Linked DNA regions of Bombyx mori: region 1 is linked to region 2. A link is a contact called in public Hi-C data. All regions are on one chromosome and are shown on one strand. Each heading gives the region's core, a stretch centred on a gene start, on an enhancer-like site or on the middle of the called end of the contact. The rest is flanking DNA. Distances are from core to core; before and after follow the strand shown.

What was found. A called contact is a pair of places that touch in the nucleus more often than the background predicts.
Region 1: a contact with region 2 is called in a Hi-C map of whole pupa, with 4 times the contacts expected there. The contact joins the promoter of LOC101746382 here to the enhancer-like site in region 2.

The regions. Positions count from the first base shown.
Region 1 is chr22:15,347,492-15,354,913 of ASM3026992v2, reverse strand. LOC101746382 (signal recognition particle subunit SRP72) reads left to right here and starts at 2,887. Exons shown (of 13, transcript XM_038018785.2): 1 at 2,887-3,258; 2 at 3,584-3,818; 3 at 4,133-4,277; 4 at 4,519-4,709; 5 at 5,164-5,301; 6 at 6,309-6,441; 7 at 6,727-6,906. The coding sequence starts at 3,156. It overlaps LOC101746241 (kinesin-like protein KIF18A), which reads right to left and starts at 2,832. Exons shown (of 10, transcript XM_012689166.4): 1 at 2,511-2,832.
Region 2 is chr22:15,296,048-15,303,614 of ASM3026992v2, reverse strand. LOC101746519 (transcription factor cwo) reads right to left here. Exons shown (of 10, transcript XM_021347011.3): 2 at 5,812-5,923; 3 at 5,512-5,614; 4 at 5,233-5,430; 5 at 3,454-3,615; 6 at 2,747-2,941; 7 at 1,116-1,315; 8 at 171-305. Among protein-coding and RNA genes, the nearest start is that of LOC101737053, 28 kb to the left of the region's middle. Within about 2 kb of position 2,819, at least 1 of the 8 cell types and tissues checked has open chromatin away from gene starts, as enhancers often do.

The sequences.
Region 1 (7,422 bases), core at 1,638-4,137, 51 kb before region 2:
TTCGCGATTGCATGTACTAGCGGATCGAAATCGCGACCCGCTGAATAGATCCGGCGAGAAACTCAGCTGACTGATGTATTTTAGGATAGGTTTCAGGTTGGAAACTTGACGAGTTCGAGAGTGACGAGTATGGTTACCCAGGTCCCTAAGCTTTCTTCTAGTGCTAGGACTGCAGGCGTCTAACGAAAATGTGAAGTAAATCGGATGAGATCCGTAAGGACGAGTATAGGGCGTCGACGGTGACTGACTTGTGCGTGAACCGAAGTCGGGAAAGGTCAACGGTGTCTCAATCGATCCCATTCTGTAGCTTGGTGGAGTGCATCGCTGACAGGTATTTTTAGTTCCTGCTCTATATGGTCCGATCATCGTTTGGGACCTCAACCCCTAGGCCTTTTCCCCTCGATTTTATCGGTCAGCACAAGGCGTTCCAAATAGCTGGTATCCCTGCGTGCAACATGACCAAAATACCGCAATATTCTTTGTACGCAGGTTTTGGATAGACGTTGAATCTTTTATATTTTTAACTGTTTGAGAATAGAGATGTTGGTGCGGCGGGCCGTCCATGGTATTCGTAGCATATGTCGCCAGCACTACATCTCAAAAGCATCGATTCTCTGCCTAACTGCGGCTTTGTATGTCCATGTCTCTGCACTGTATAGAGCAATGGAGAAGACAAGGGTGTGGACCAGTTGTATTTTAGTCCGATGGGTAATATTACGGTCTCTCCAAATTTTGCTTTTTCCTTTTTTCTTTGTCTATACTAATATTATAAAGAGGAAAGATTTGTTTGTTTGTTTCGAATAGGCTCCGAAACTACTGGACCGATTTGAAAAATTATTTTTCCATTAGAAGCCGACATTGTCCCTGATGAACATAGGCTACTTTTTAAAAAAAAAAAATTATTTTATTTTGTTGGTTTCATGTGTGTTTTAATGTTTCCGAAGCGAAGCGAGGGCGGGTCGCTAGTCTCAACATAAAAAGAAAAATAATTTGGACACAGAATAAATTCGCGTACGTATTGATGTTTCCGTTCCCTTTCCTTGCACTGTTAGATTGTGAGAAATGTGAGATAGCAATTTAAGAAAAAAAAGCTTTTTACTCATTATCGAAATATCTTTGCGCATGATGCTTAGTGTGATCGCATTGAAAATTTGTATTAATAAAGAAGAAAAACAATGAATTTGCTTATCTTGAGCCTAATTTTTGTTTTTACAGTGAACATTATAGATTTTTTTTAATTATACCTCGGACCTTCATTCAAATTATGTAGCATGCGTTAGCAATTGGACAATAATTTTCACGATGCACTTAAAATAAATTTAATCACATACTTTAATGTGTCTATTCTTAAGCCTCTTCCTAAGTCAGGCAACGAATGTACTTCGATTCAACCCAAGTAACGACACCTCAACTCTGCCGAAGCACACCACCCAAAGTAAGCCGATGTTTCACGAGTAGTTGGGGCTCACATTCATTAGGTGAACCGCTTTCGCTTCGTTGGTCGTATCCGGATGCGACATACACGTATGTCGGCGCAACATCACTGTTTAGTTATCTAAAAATGGTTAAAGTTAACTATCGGGTTGATATCCCACGAAAAGCACAGCAGTGCTCTTCATAAGGGGTCGCCCTCCGAATACCGACGAATAGGCGCGTAAACACCTCCGCCATTGGCCTCATCATCATGTACGACCAACCCATACCGTAGGCCTCGAATACTTAGGCGTCACCCTCGACAGAGGGATGACATTCCGCCCTCACTTATAGACGGTACGCGACCGAGCCGCGTTCATAGCAGGACGCCTCTATCCGATGATTTGCAACCGAAGTAAATTGTTCCTTAGAAATAAGGTGACACTCTATAAAACTTGCATACGCCTTGACCTTGAAACCCCTTCAAACCATTCAATTCCGTTTTTGCAAGATAGCCGTCGGAGCCCCGTGGTTCTTCAGGAACATCGACCTTCACGACCTTCACGACAACCTGGACCTAAAGTCCATCAGTAAGTATCTACAGTCGGCATCAATGCACTATTTTGATAAAGCGACACGATACGAGAATCCGCTCATCATTGGCGTCAGTAACTACATAGTCGATCCTGCGGGCCATATGATAAACAGTGGACGTCGCCCAAAACACGTACCCTCGGATCCTCCTAATCCACTAACGGTGCTTTTAGGTACCTCAAGCACCAGTCATCGTTCTGATCGTTCTTGTCAAACCCGTCGCTTGCGACAAAGGGCTTGGTGAGTAAATTAACCCACAGACACAGACCACTGAGTTTCTTGCCGGATCTTCTCAGTGGATCGCGTTTTCGATCCGGTGGTAGATTCTGCGAAGCTCTTTGTAGGGTTCGTGTTAACAACGTCGTCAGGTTTGAGCCTCGTGTAAAAACACAATGGAAATAGCCAGATCCATCATATATACCTAATTAAATTTTAATAACAAGGTCAACTGACCCCAAATTAAGATTCCCTGTACTGTGGAAACTAATGACTGATATACATACCCAAATTTTTCATTTCGTACGTTTTGGATTTGGTCATGATGACGGCTAGACCCCAATAACACACTTAGAAACATATATCACTAGAAATTTCTCACATTCTTTTAATTTACTTTTCGCTTTAAACCATAATAGACACCATAAAAAACTTAATTTATGTATTTTAGACCTAGACACCTCTCTACACTTTTTTGTGCGTTCATGTATTCATCTAATCTACTTTGAAGTTATCGAGGCTTGCACATCTTATTGTGTATTCAACATCGATTAAAACATAATCATTATGTAGAATAAAATAAAGTTAGCATGTACCTATGTATGTAATGGATCTCATAAAAAAAATTGAAGTGACAGATCGGCAAAGTGTCGCAACTAGGTTTCATATTACAGTCACTTTCAGTGGTCGCGGCGACTCAATGTGTTCAACATCCCATTTTGACATGTTTAATTTACACTAGTTTTAAAAGTACTAATACTTTCAACTTACATGCTCTTTAATTCAAATAACGCATACATACTAATTCTAATTAAAATGTGATTTAATGCTGACACAAATAGCTACTTAACACTCAGAAAAAACAAAACGCACCCAAATCAGAACAGGTTGACACTTCAGAAGTGACGTTTCTTTGCAGTGTTGTCAAAAAAATGTCAGCCAACAAGGAGAATAACCTTGTTCAGGCTTATCTTGAATTAAATAAATTTTGCCAGAGCAGTGACTATGAAAGAGCTTTAAAAGCTGCAGGGAAAAGTAAGTAATATTCGTTTAATAGAACATAACATCTATGCGGCTAAACTAATTAAAAACTAAGAATCAAACCTGTCCTCTCAAACCCTCCAACATCACTATTACATTATTATTGAATTACAAATTGGAAACGACTCATACTCTTTATCTGAAAGGACCAGTGCGGATTCAGGTGAATAATGTTAACTTCCAGCACATTCAATTCATATTAGTCACTATTGTAACTTCAAATTCTATAATCTTATTTCTCAAGAAAATAGCATATACACAAGATACATATAATATAAAAGAACTTTAAAACTTGATTGCACGCATTAATATGTTCCAGTACTGCAGATAGCACCAAATGAGCAGAAAGCATTTCATTGCAAAGTGGTATGCTTTCTCCAACTCCACAACTTCAAGGAGGCTCTAGCGACATTAACCAATGCCAAGAACTCAGCGTTAGCAGCAGACCTGCTCTTTGAGAAGGCATACGCTCAATACCGTCTCAATTCACCTAAAGAAGCACTACAAACTGTTGATAGTGCCCCTGAATTGACACCCGCTTTAAAGGAATTAAGGTCAATATTCAATAATCATAAACATCAATCAATAAATTTAAAATTTAACAACACATGAGATTCAAGTATTGATTTATTTCAAACTACTGTAATGATGTTATCTTGAAATTGTATGGTTCAATTAAGAAGAATTGATATTATAAATTATAACTGAATTACAATTATAATGGAATTTATAATGGACTTTTTACTAACATTCACATGAATTGTAAAGCAATAATACTATAATGTCTAAAATTGACAGACAATTTATTATAATAAGTACAATAAGTGATTGTGAAAGACACCAAACATTAAATAAATTTCAATAACAGGGCTCAAATTTTATACCGCTTAGAGCAATACCAAGACTGCTACAATTTATACCGTGATCTACTGAAGAACACCACTGATGAGTATGAAGATGAGAGGAAAGCCAACATGGCCGCTGTTGTAGCTAACTTGGCAGCACTTAATCCAGTAAGTAAGAAGTAGTTATTAAAAATAGGATGATTCTTTTGTGCTACAATGTGTCCAAAATTACAAAGCCCATTTCAGTTCTGTTTATTATTCTACAAGAAATATGTCTTGTGAAAATGTAATCCAAGCAGTTAATATGCACTATGTACCTAACCTGCCATTAGTTCTCTAGTAGAAGAAAAATTAAGTAACTTTGAAAACATACACATCACTGTTTATTATCTATAAATTTTACTTCTAGACGTCAGAGCTGCCGCAGTTTGATGAAAACACATACGAATTGGCATACAACTCGGGCAGCACTTTGGCAATGCGGGGGAAGTATAATGAAGCTTTGTCAGTCTTAAAGAGAGCCGAACAAGCCTGTTCTGAGAGTGTAATAGATGATGGAGGCACTGAGGAAGAGGCTAAAGAAGAAGCTGCCATTATAAGGTAATGTAAAAGTGATATTTGAAGTCAGTGACAATATTATACAATCACTGCTTTAGAATAGTAATGAACATCACAGTTGAACTTAACCACTTAGGTTCATAGCAGACCTTGCCAATCATGTAGGAATTTGTAAATTTTTACATCAAAATAATTATGACTGTTGCTTAATAAGAAAATAATGTCTACTCAGCATAGCCTGTTAATATGTAAACCATTGGTCTGAATATTATTGCTGAAAACCCATAGATGAAACTTGCTAAAAATTTTGGTGGGGTGAATCAAATGACTGATAAATTTCATTACTACACGTTTACTATGTAGTTTTTTTTAAATAAATATTTATGAAACTAGCATGTGGTAAGTGAATTATATTATAATGGCATAAGTTCATGCTCCATCATACATGGAAATGGTCTAAAATTTCTTAAAACTAAACATAGAATGTGCTTTCCAGGGTCCAACAAGCTTATTGTCTTCAGCAAATAAACAGGGAGAAGGAAGCGGCTACTATTTACCAGAACATTCTGAAGGACAAACCCAGCGATCAGGCATTAGTCGCGATTGCTAGCAATAATATCATTGTTATAAACAGGTATGTTGTGTACACGGCATCAGATCCAAGCACATTCATATAAGTAATACACATGGGTATACATTTAATTGTCTTAATAAATTACTGGCTTTTAATTGAATGGTTCGCCCAAAGCCAATTCATAATTGAGATATTTCAATAAAAATATCTAGTATTGTTTATAGTAATGATTAGAAGTATTTGATACATGCTGGGGCTCAGAATAAATAAAAATTCTACCGGAGTACAACTTCAAACTGTATTAGCACTTAGAACACTTAAAACACTTCAAAAACTCTTTAAAATTCTCAATTCACTTTTCCCGCTTCGGTTCAGGTGATTGTTCGCTTTTTCGTTTCGAGTAGTGCCTGACTGCGTGCCATCCCTGCAACGCTTTTATAGTCGATACGACATCCCTAAAATCGTCGAGAATATTCCTGACAAGTCGAGTACTTTCGATGTGTGTTTCCGCTATCTGACAATAGATGGCGTTGTACTCCTCGAGCGTTCTAGATGTTACTAGATTCTTCGATATTCGTTCGGCTATTCAACGATAGATGGCGTCACTCTTACTGGCGTAACATATGTACCGTATGTTCCATGGGGAGTGCTCTGAGGAGTTGTTCGAGATGATACCGGCATCTCGTTTTTACCATCGCACCGCCCGCCACCGGAGTAGAGTTCATCCATACTACCTGGAGCCACTGCGGTCATCCACAGTGCGTTTCCAGAGGTCTTTTTTGCCACGCACCATCCGGCTATGGAATGAGCTCCCCTCCATGGTGCTTCCCGAGCGCTATGACATGTCCTTCTTCAAACGAGGCTTGTGGAGAGTATTAAGCGGTAGGCAGCGGCTTGGCTCTGCCCCTGGCATTGCTGAAGTCCATGGGCGACGGTAACCACTCACCATCAGGTGGGCCGTATGCTCGTCTGCCTACAAGGGCAATAAAATAAATAAAAAAATATTAAAACACAAATAATTGAATCGATGGTGTATTGTTTATTCATGTTTTGTTTTTTCCTTTTAGGGACACGAACGTGTTCGATTCTCGTAAACGCATGAAGGCGGCCACTGCGGATGGACTAGAACACAAACTAAACTCCCGTCAACGAGCTGTCATCACTTATAATCAAGCCATACTCTCTATTTACTCTAATCAAGTAAGCTCTTCCCCTTTTTTATGTATGGCAATTGGCTTCTTGCCGGTACCATTGTTGCCAGTATTGTGTTTATAGAAATTTTCAGTTATTATGACCTTTTTTTTGTGCATATCTCCGATCACGCCTAAACTGTGAGTAGATTTGTTGAATGTTCCATGTAAAAGAGGCTCGTCAGCAGGAAATGCTTCATCTATCACCAACTCAGAATTTGTCAGAATCTTTTTTCAGTCTTTTTATTTATTTCGGATGCTTCATAAATTGACAAACCCTCATAATTTTCAACAGCCGGACTTCTGCAAGCAGTGCTGTGTGAAACTGGTCCGTGACTTCGGCGAGGATCGTCGCGCCGCCATTGTGGAGGCGTCCTCGCTCGTCAAGGAAGGGAAGGCATCGCAGGCAGTCAGCTTACTGCTCAAACACGGAGGGACATTGACATTGGCAGCCGTACAGATACTACTCGTTAATGTATGGAAACCTTTATTATTATTAGTGTAGACGGTGCCAGTTCAGTGGTGTTGTTTCTGCATAGTGTGTCCAATTGCAGAACTTTCCCTCCCTTCATACAATATTACAACTAAAAGCACCAGTGGTTAATTATTTTAATTGCTATTTTTGGTTGCCCCTCCGTTGCAATCAGCCAGTTCATGGACCAATAATTACCCATCGGTTCAGCCGAAGTCAACATAGAAGCCATCATCATCATCATCATTCTGTTGTCTAATTTGATCCTAATTGATACATATTTCTTCCAACAAAGAGAATCTTCAATATTAACTTTCTATTACTATTTTTATTTATTATTATTAAAAAACAAGTCCCAATGAAATTGCGTTCTACCACATTTCATAAAAACGATGGGCCGATTTTGAACAATAAGCACTCGTTATTGTTAATATAACTTTTTTTCCTACCTAAGCTGAAAGCCTTGAAGGGCTATTTCAGCGTAACCTTAACTAGTAGGTGAGCTCACGGGGCTCAAGC
Region 2 (7,567 bases), core at 1,570-4,069:
CCGGTAGCTCCCCAAGATCAAGATTAAGTTCCTCTTTTCTCACCCGGTAGTACTTAAGTCTTCAGACATACTCTATCTCGTTCTCTCTCAGGCATATATGTATATGTCTGTCTCTTTTTAGTGTCGCGGAATATGTTTTCGGTTACAAAACTAAATCCCGTTTGGTTTACCTGCGGCGATGTGTCCCGGGCTTCTTCGGTGGAGCCGGACGCGGATGTGGAGGTGGAGGGCGCGGGCTTGGCGGCGCGACGGCGCTTGTGTGAGTACACGCGGCCGTGACCGATGCGCACCGCTTGCTCAGCTGCCTGTAACGCAATAATAGACTCTCGGTACAATAGCAATAAATGTGGTTTTAGTGTGCGCACCGGTCGACCTCGATAAGGATATGAGGCTCTGTTTTTGACTGCTCTGCGGTACACCGGTGGTGTCTTATAAAATAAAAGAGTGAACTGTAATACGACAGGTGTAATATTTGGGAGAGTAAAAATCAAGATTTTTGAAGTCGTCGTGGCCTAAAGGATAAGACGTCCGGTGCATTTGTATCTAGCGATGCACCGGTGTTCGAATCCCGCAGGCGGGTACCAATTGTTCTGATGAAATACGTACTTAACAAAATATGTTCACGATCGACTTCCACGGTGAAGGATTAACATCGTGTAATAAAAATCTTAATTTATTATTGAATTACACTTTTATTATTAAATGCCAACAACGGCTCCCCACCGTTCAAACCGAAACGCATTACTGCTTCACGGCAGAAATAGGTAGCATAGTGGTACCTACCCGTGCGGACTCACGAGTAGTCCTACCCCACCAGTAATCACAAGAGGTCCTACCACCAGTAGTCACAAGAAGTCCTACCACCAGTGAATATAAAGTATCTCGCTATTACCATTACCTACATTTACTAAGCTTGATGAAGTACCCGCTTTTAACGTGACAACCGTCACACGCCCCCACAACACACGAGGTGCATCGCTAGATACGAATGCACCGGACTTCTTATCCTTTAGGTCACGACAACTTCAATAATAAACTAAAAATAATTTTCTTCTCTCTGTTAGTCAATCAATCAATCATGTATTTTTTAATGAAAATTAGGAATTAAGTCTCACCTCATCCTGCGATCTCGAAAATCGCCTTTCAATAGAATTCTTGAATTTGTATGAGTGTAGATAGTCTTCTGTGTGTTCCGGCTTCCTGATAGCCCGTAGTGTGGGCTCGCACTTGCGGCGGGGGTCCGCAGTCACCAGCTCCGCGTCCCGACCCTCCCGGGCTGCCTCACCCTCGGCACCAGACACTTGATTCACTGGAACTGAGACCAACATTCCACTTAATACACGACGGTTATCTGGAGTGGTGATTATATCGAAGTCTTTGTCAAGATTATTGTTGTGGCCGCACCGAATTGCCGAGAGCGCCATCTATTGCCTCGAGTAGATGAACGAAATCTAATCGTGGAAGAGCTCTAAGAAATTCGTATTGGGAAGTTCGAGAATGTTCTACTCTATTCCGTGCGGGCCGTAAAAACGCGAACAAGCCTATGCTCTGTATTTCATTCTCACAAAACGTGTTTTAGTGTAAATACAATTTTTATAGCCGGATTTAAACATTGATTGATGATAAAATTTTGTGTACTCTCTGTCTGCATGAAGTTGCAACGCTTGTAACTACTTCATTTTTGAAGAGGATTTTATATTGTATTCGTCGATCGAATGTATAAAATTTACGTTAAGTAAACTTTTTTAATAACAAAATCTAAATCATATCATATGTAGTGTTGTGTGTTTCTTCTTAGAAGTAGAAGCAATCACAGTTACGACTTTTAAAGCACTAAATGGCGCCAAAATTATACGAAGAGTGAAATTACAACCATAGAGCCACAGAGTGTTCTCTATTTGAATTTGAATAAAAAAAAATATATTCAGCTTTCTTAACTATGTAACCAGCCGGTAAGGCTCAGATCTAATGTATAACGTTCATCTATTTATGTTTTAGCAAATTGCGTATATCAACACATATACTGCTGGGAACGCGAGGAGTGAAGTTGTGTGATTTGTTTTATTTTGTCTATTTAGTGTTTCTTCAAGCTTAAATGTGTAATAACGGTGGTTTATTAACTGTTTAATATCTATGAAAGTGCACAAATTTGAGAAAATGAAACAAAGCGGCTGGACGTAACTTCTCGGGATCCTCCAAAAAGTCCACTGAAAAAATCTCAGTAAATGACCACCATTTTACTGAGGTTTTTTTTTATTGCCTAGATGTGTGGACGAGCTCACAGCCCACCTGGTGTTAAGTGGATACTGAAACCCATATACATCTACGACGTAAATGCGCCACACACCTTAAGATATAAGTTCTAAGGTCTCAGTATAGTTACAACGGCTGCCCCACCCTTCTAACCGAAACGCATTACTGCTTCACCGCAGAAATAGGTAGGGCGGTGGTACCCACCCGTGCGGACTAACAAGAGGTCCTACCACCAGTAATTACGCAAATTATAATTTTGCGGGTTTGATTTTTATTACACGATGTTATTCCTTCACCGTGGAAGGCAATCGTGAACATTTGATAAGTACGTATTCCATTAGAAAAATAGGTACCCGCCAGCGGGATTCGAACACCGGTGCATCGCTAAATCCTTATCCTTTGGGCCACGACGACTTCAAAAGTACATAAGACCTGATGTAGAATTTGTTAGTTGTTTTATAACGTGGTAATACTGGCAGTGGATTGACAGTACCTCTATCGCAGTCCATAGAGTAAGGTCCCGGAGGTCGTTCGTCGTAGGGCTCCTGGGTAAAGGTGGGCGGCGCTGGCGGCGGCGCGCTGGCTATAACCTTCACCGCGTACCCGTGGGAGCTGCTGGATGAGCTGGCTGTCTCCGAGGACGAGCCCCCGGGATGTGACCGGCTCTTCTCTCGATGCACCGGTTCGCCTGTTTTAACAAGTTTTTACAATAAATCGATTGAATACAGTAATAATAATAGCTAGTGGTCCCGCAGTAGCCGAACTTCAACTATTATTAATTGAAATCATAAGTTTGAATATTATTATGGTTTTATGGTCAAAGACTACTATGTACTATATTTCTATAGTTACTATACTGAACTATACTTGAGACCTTAGAACTTATATCTCAAGATGGGTGGCGCATTTACGTTGTGGATGTCTACGGGCTCCAGTAACCACTTAGGTGGGCTGTGAGCTCGTCCACCCATCTAAGCAATAAAAAAAACCTTTTTCTTCCTGATCGTAGCTTAGTTTAGATCGAAGATATCACTGTCAATCTGATATTTGGTGTGTGATTTGTTTTATTTTGTCTATTTAGTTTTTCTTCAGATCTAAATGTGTAATAACGGTGGTTTATTAACTGTTTAGTAATAATAATAATAAAAACGTCTCTTACTATTAAGACCATTTTACCTATTGAGAAGAAAAAAATGATACCTTTAGTAATGGCTTCGCAATGCCTCTGCAGATGCGACGTCATGGACACGGAAAGTCCGTCTCCCGGTCCGTAGCCCTGGACTTCGACGAGGAACCTCACGGCTTCAGCCACGGCCTCCTGGTAACCAGCCCTGTACTCCTCGCCGGACGTCCGTTCAGCAGCTAAAACACAACCCACGCGAAGATGGAGCATCTTCTAGTGGGGACTTGCAATAACATTAGCATCCTTCAGTTGCAACCCTTACGATTCGGTCGATTTGTAAACTTTCAACGGACGATTTTTGCAGCACGAGTCAGTGTAGGAAAGGACTGATGAAGGTATTGAGGCAAATGATAAGCGTTTTGATGTTTTTGCAATGAATCTAACCAGTAGAGTTTTGTATAATAGTTCCGGTCAAGTTTTTAATGGTACAATGGATTGATAAAACTGTTCTATACCTATTGGATGGTGCGTTATAAAACGCATAGAAGGAATTCACTGCCAGCGCCAATGTATATATACACATAAAAGTTTACAAACACACGAAAGAAACGATTTAGGGTACTTTAAAATTCTAAGATAATGTAGGTATAAATTTGTATTTAGGAGAAAATCCAATTCAGTGATTACAATTCACTTTTATTTCCAACATTAATCTGAAAATGTTTAAAGTTTCTGAAGAAAACGATGTCATTGTAGTCCTTTGATATTCCTGCCTAGCGAGAGGTATTAGGGGAATTTGCCAATTTACAGCAAAATCGATGCAATGAACTGTCATTTTCAGACAAATTAGTAGGTATTTATTTGAAAATTTACGGGCCCTAATTCAAATTTACAAACAAAATATTTACTGCTTGGTCGATGATTAGAGGGAGCATAAAAGATCGTATGGTGGGGGGAGTTTTTTATAATAGAAATTGTTCGAAATAATTGTCAAAGTTCACAGAGTTTAAAGTTTTATTTCTTTGAAGCTAACGATAAATCAAGGGATTGTCTTAATTAAAATAATCAAAATTAGTAGCCTAATTCAAAGAAAATCAGCCAATTAAAATAAAAAAATGCATCACAATAGATACTAGTTGTAATTTATTTCAATATTAATTTTATATACATAAAAAGTAAGCAATATATCGTGCTTTTTTATAATCGGTGATAAATCACACGCGGTCATTTCATCTCACTCTATACTACTGGACAGACCGACAGGAATCAAACAGTCTCATCATCATTATCATCAGCCCACAGACGTCCACTGCTGGATATAAGCCCTCTCTAAGGTTGGGCACAACGACCAGACATTTTAAATAAATACCTGCACATCGTCGTTGTCAAACCAAAATCTGCTATGTGCACTTTTGAGATTTTTACTTTTTGACCTTATCGTATAGTTAGTTCACAGCCCTATCTATTGTATAAAAAAACCTTTATGTGTCTATAGCTTTAATATTTATCTATAGCTTTCATTTGATATAGTTCTTAAAAGTTCAGCTTCATATAAAATTTTATACGAAAATGTTTTTACTCGTTAATTCAAAATAGAGTTTTTGCACATAACAGATTTTGGTTTGACAGCGACGATATATATATATTAAGCAGCCAAACAAAAAGCAATCAAACTTGTTCTTCAACTGAACGTTCGTCTGACGTGGGAACTAACTGCCAGGAGGGCGCTATTTACTGCCCTTAAGTAAGACCAAGCATAAATCTTTAAGTCGATGAAGATTCGTCATAATCGAATTAATTACTCTGTAAACTTCGGCAACAATTTCGAACTACGAAACGATTCTCGCTGTACAAACCATTGACCCGCTCTTGCAGGTACTTGAGGTGCCTGATCGCCATCTCTATGATCTCGGTCTTCTCGACGCGACCGCGGCCCTTCTTCAGGTACTCCGGAGGAATGAGCCTCGACAGGTCCGCAAGGCAGTTGTTCATCCGATCGCGGCGTCTCTTCTCAATGATCCGGTGCGACATCGGATCTTGCTGTGGGCGAACAGCTAATATTAATCGTAGAATACTTGAAAGCTTTGACCGTCTTCGCTTTCGGTTACAAGCCCTGACAGGCCGCTCCATAGTACCTGGCAATCGGTTCGGCCACAAAGCGTCTATCTCCCGCTTTAGAGCAGCGAAGTGGAGTATGCTCTGCATCGCTTCGGGATTCGAATTGACCCGAGTCCCAAACTAAAACGTGTTTTCTTTCAATTTATTGTTTTTGTATATATATATAAAATGGGACAATTTACGGTAGCAACAATAACAAATATTGGCTCTTTAGAGGCCTTAATGCTTTTGTGTTTATAGGTATTTGTTAATGTTAAAGTTACAGCCGTGTGTAATGAGATAAAACGGGCATATTCAGTGTGACTTGCCCTTGAGACCTTCCCCTTCTTGAGGTAGGAGCCGGGCGGGTACTCGGCTTCGTCCTCGGAGGGCGCCGCGAAGCTGAGCTGCTCTCCCGACACACGACCGAAACCATCGTTTGAGTTGTAACTGAAAAAAAATATGTTTCTTTTTGAAATATTTGCATCGATTTTGCACGAGTTTTAGACAATTTAAAAATATACTTTTACTATAAATAGTAAAAAAAAAAGAATTAGCTTATAGAATAGAGATAGATAGAATCGATAGAGAGAGATAGAATAATGATTTATTGTCATTGTCATTGTTATTGTCATTACGAGTATATTAATTCCGACATTTCGAATATTAAAAAAGTTTTTTGTTTGTTTGTTCTAAAAAAAATATGCATGGTAGTTCAAATTTTATTCCCTTATCAACGAATAATAAATAACTTAGTCTCATCCCTGACGAGGAGAAATGAAAAATATTCAAAGCGTCTACTAATGACAATAAAAAAGACGAGAGATTAAACCTTAAATGACAAATTTTCATTTTGATTTTTTTCTTTATTAGCGAAAGATGCGACTTAGTATTTATGTATGAGCCAAATTCGAGCGGTAGTAAAGAACCATTTTATTGCTGCACAGGGATGAACCGGCTTACGATCCACCTGGCGAGTGATTTCAAAGCGAGTGCCCCCCCCACCAATCTTGAGATGTAAATTCGAAGAGGATTGTGTATTACAACGGCTGTGCGAACATTAAAACCGGAAGACGCTGATACTTCGCGACTCAGTTGCATGTTTAGTCATATCTATTAGGATTTCTTGTACAAAACACAGATAAATCTGAATTCTTCCCCACAGACACAAGTATTCCAAATGAACCGATAATTAATTGTAAGATTAAAGCGACAACCCTACGTCTTAACCCTGATTGATATTATATTGATTCACAATTACATATTTTGGAATTGGTTTTAATTTATACAGGGTTATGATAAAACAAAACTTATTATATTGCAAAATGTTCATTAGTTTCCATAGATTGGTGGATTATTTTTTGTTAATTAACATTTGTTAAAGTCAGTGAAGGTTGACGAACGGCCTCATTACGGCACTACCTGGCTATGCCAGTGCCAACATTGACCTTACCTTTCCTACAATTTTTTTGCCTACCTAAACTGTCGCCGAGAACTAAAGTCAATAAATACAAATTAAAGGCTATAGTAGAAGCTGACGGCACTCAATTCACCGCTGAGTTAGCAGCAGCTTACAACGTTAGCGTCAAAACAATAACGGTCAAGGTGTTTAGCAACATGCTAACTTTACTTTACTTTTACTGATGGTAGGACCTCTTGTGAGTCCGCGCGGGTAGGTACCACCGCCTTACCTATTTCTGCCGTGAAGCAGTAATGCGTTTCGGTTTGAAGGGTGGGGCAGCCGTTGTAACTATACTGAGATCTTAGAACTTATATCTAAAGGTGGGTGGCGCATTTACGTTGTAGATGTCCATGGGCTCCAATAACCACCTGATACTAAGTGGGGTGTGAGATCGTCCACCCATCTAAGCAATAAAAAAAATTGTCGAAGCGAACTTATCCTTGTGTTGTGCGAGACGAAATCCTGCAAACGATCGTCACAAACCCCAAACGAGCTCATAATTGTGTTACATCACTAATATACGTCAGTTAAGTTAAGCCACGCGACCGTAGCTACTACTAAATATTTACGAACAAACATGTCCACAGTGTTCGTAGGAGCAACGTGACGATTTCGGTCAGTTTCGTCGTCGT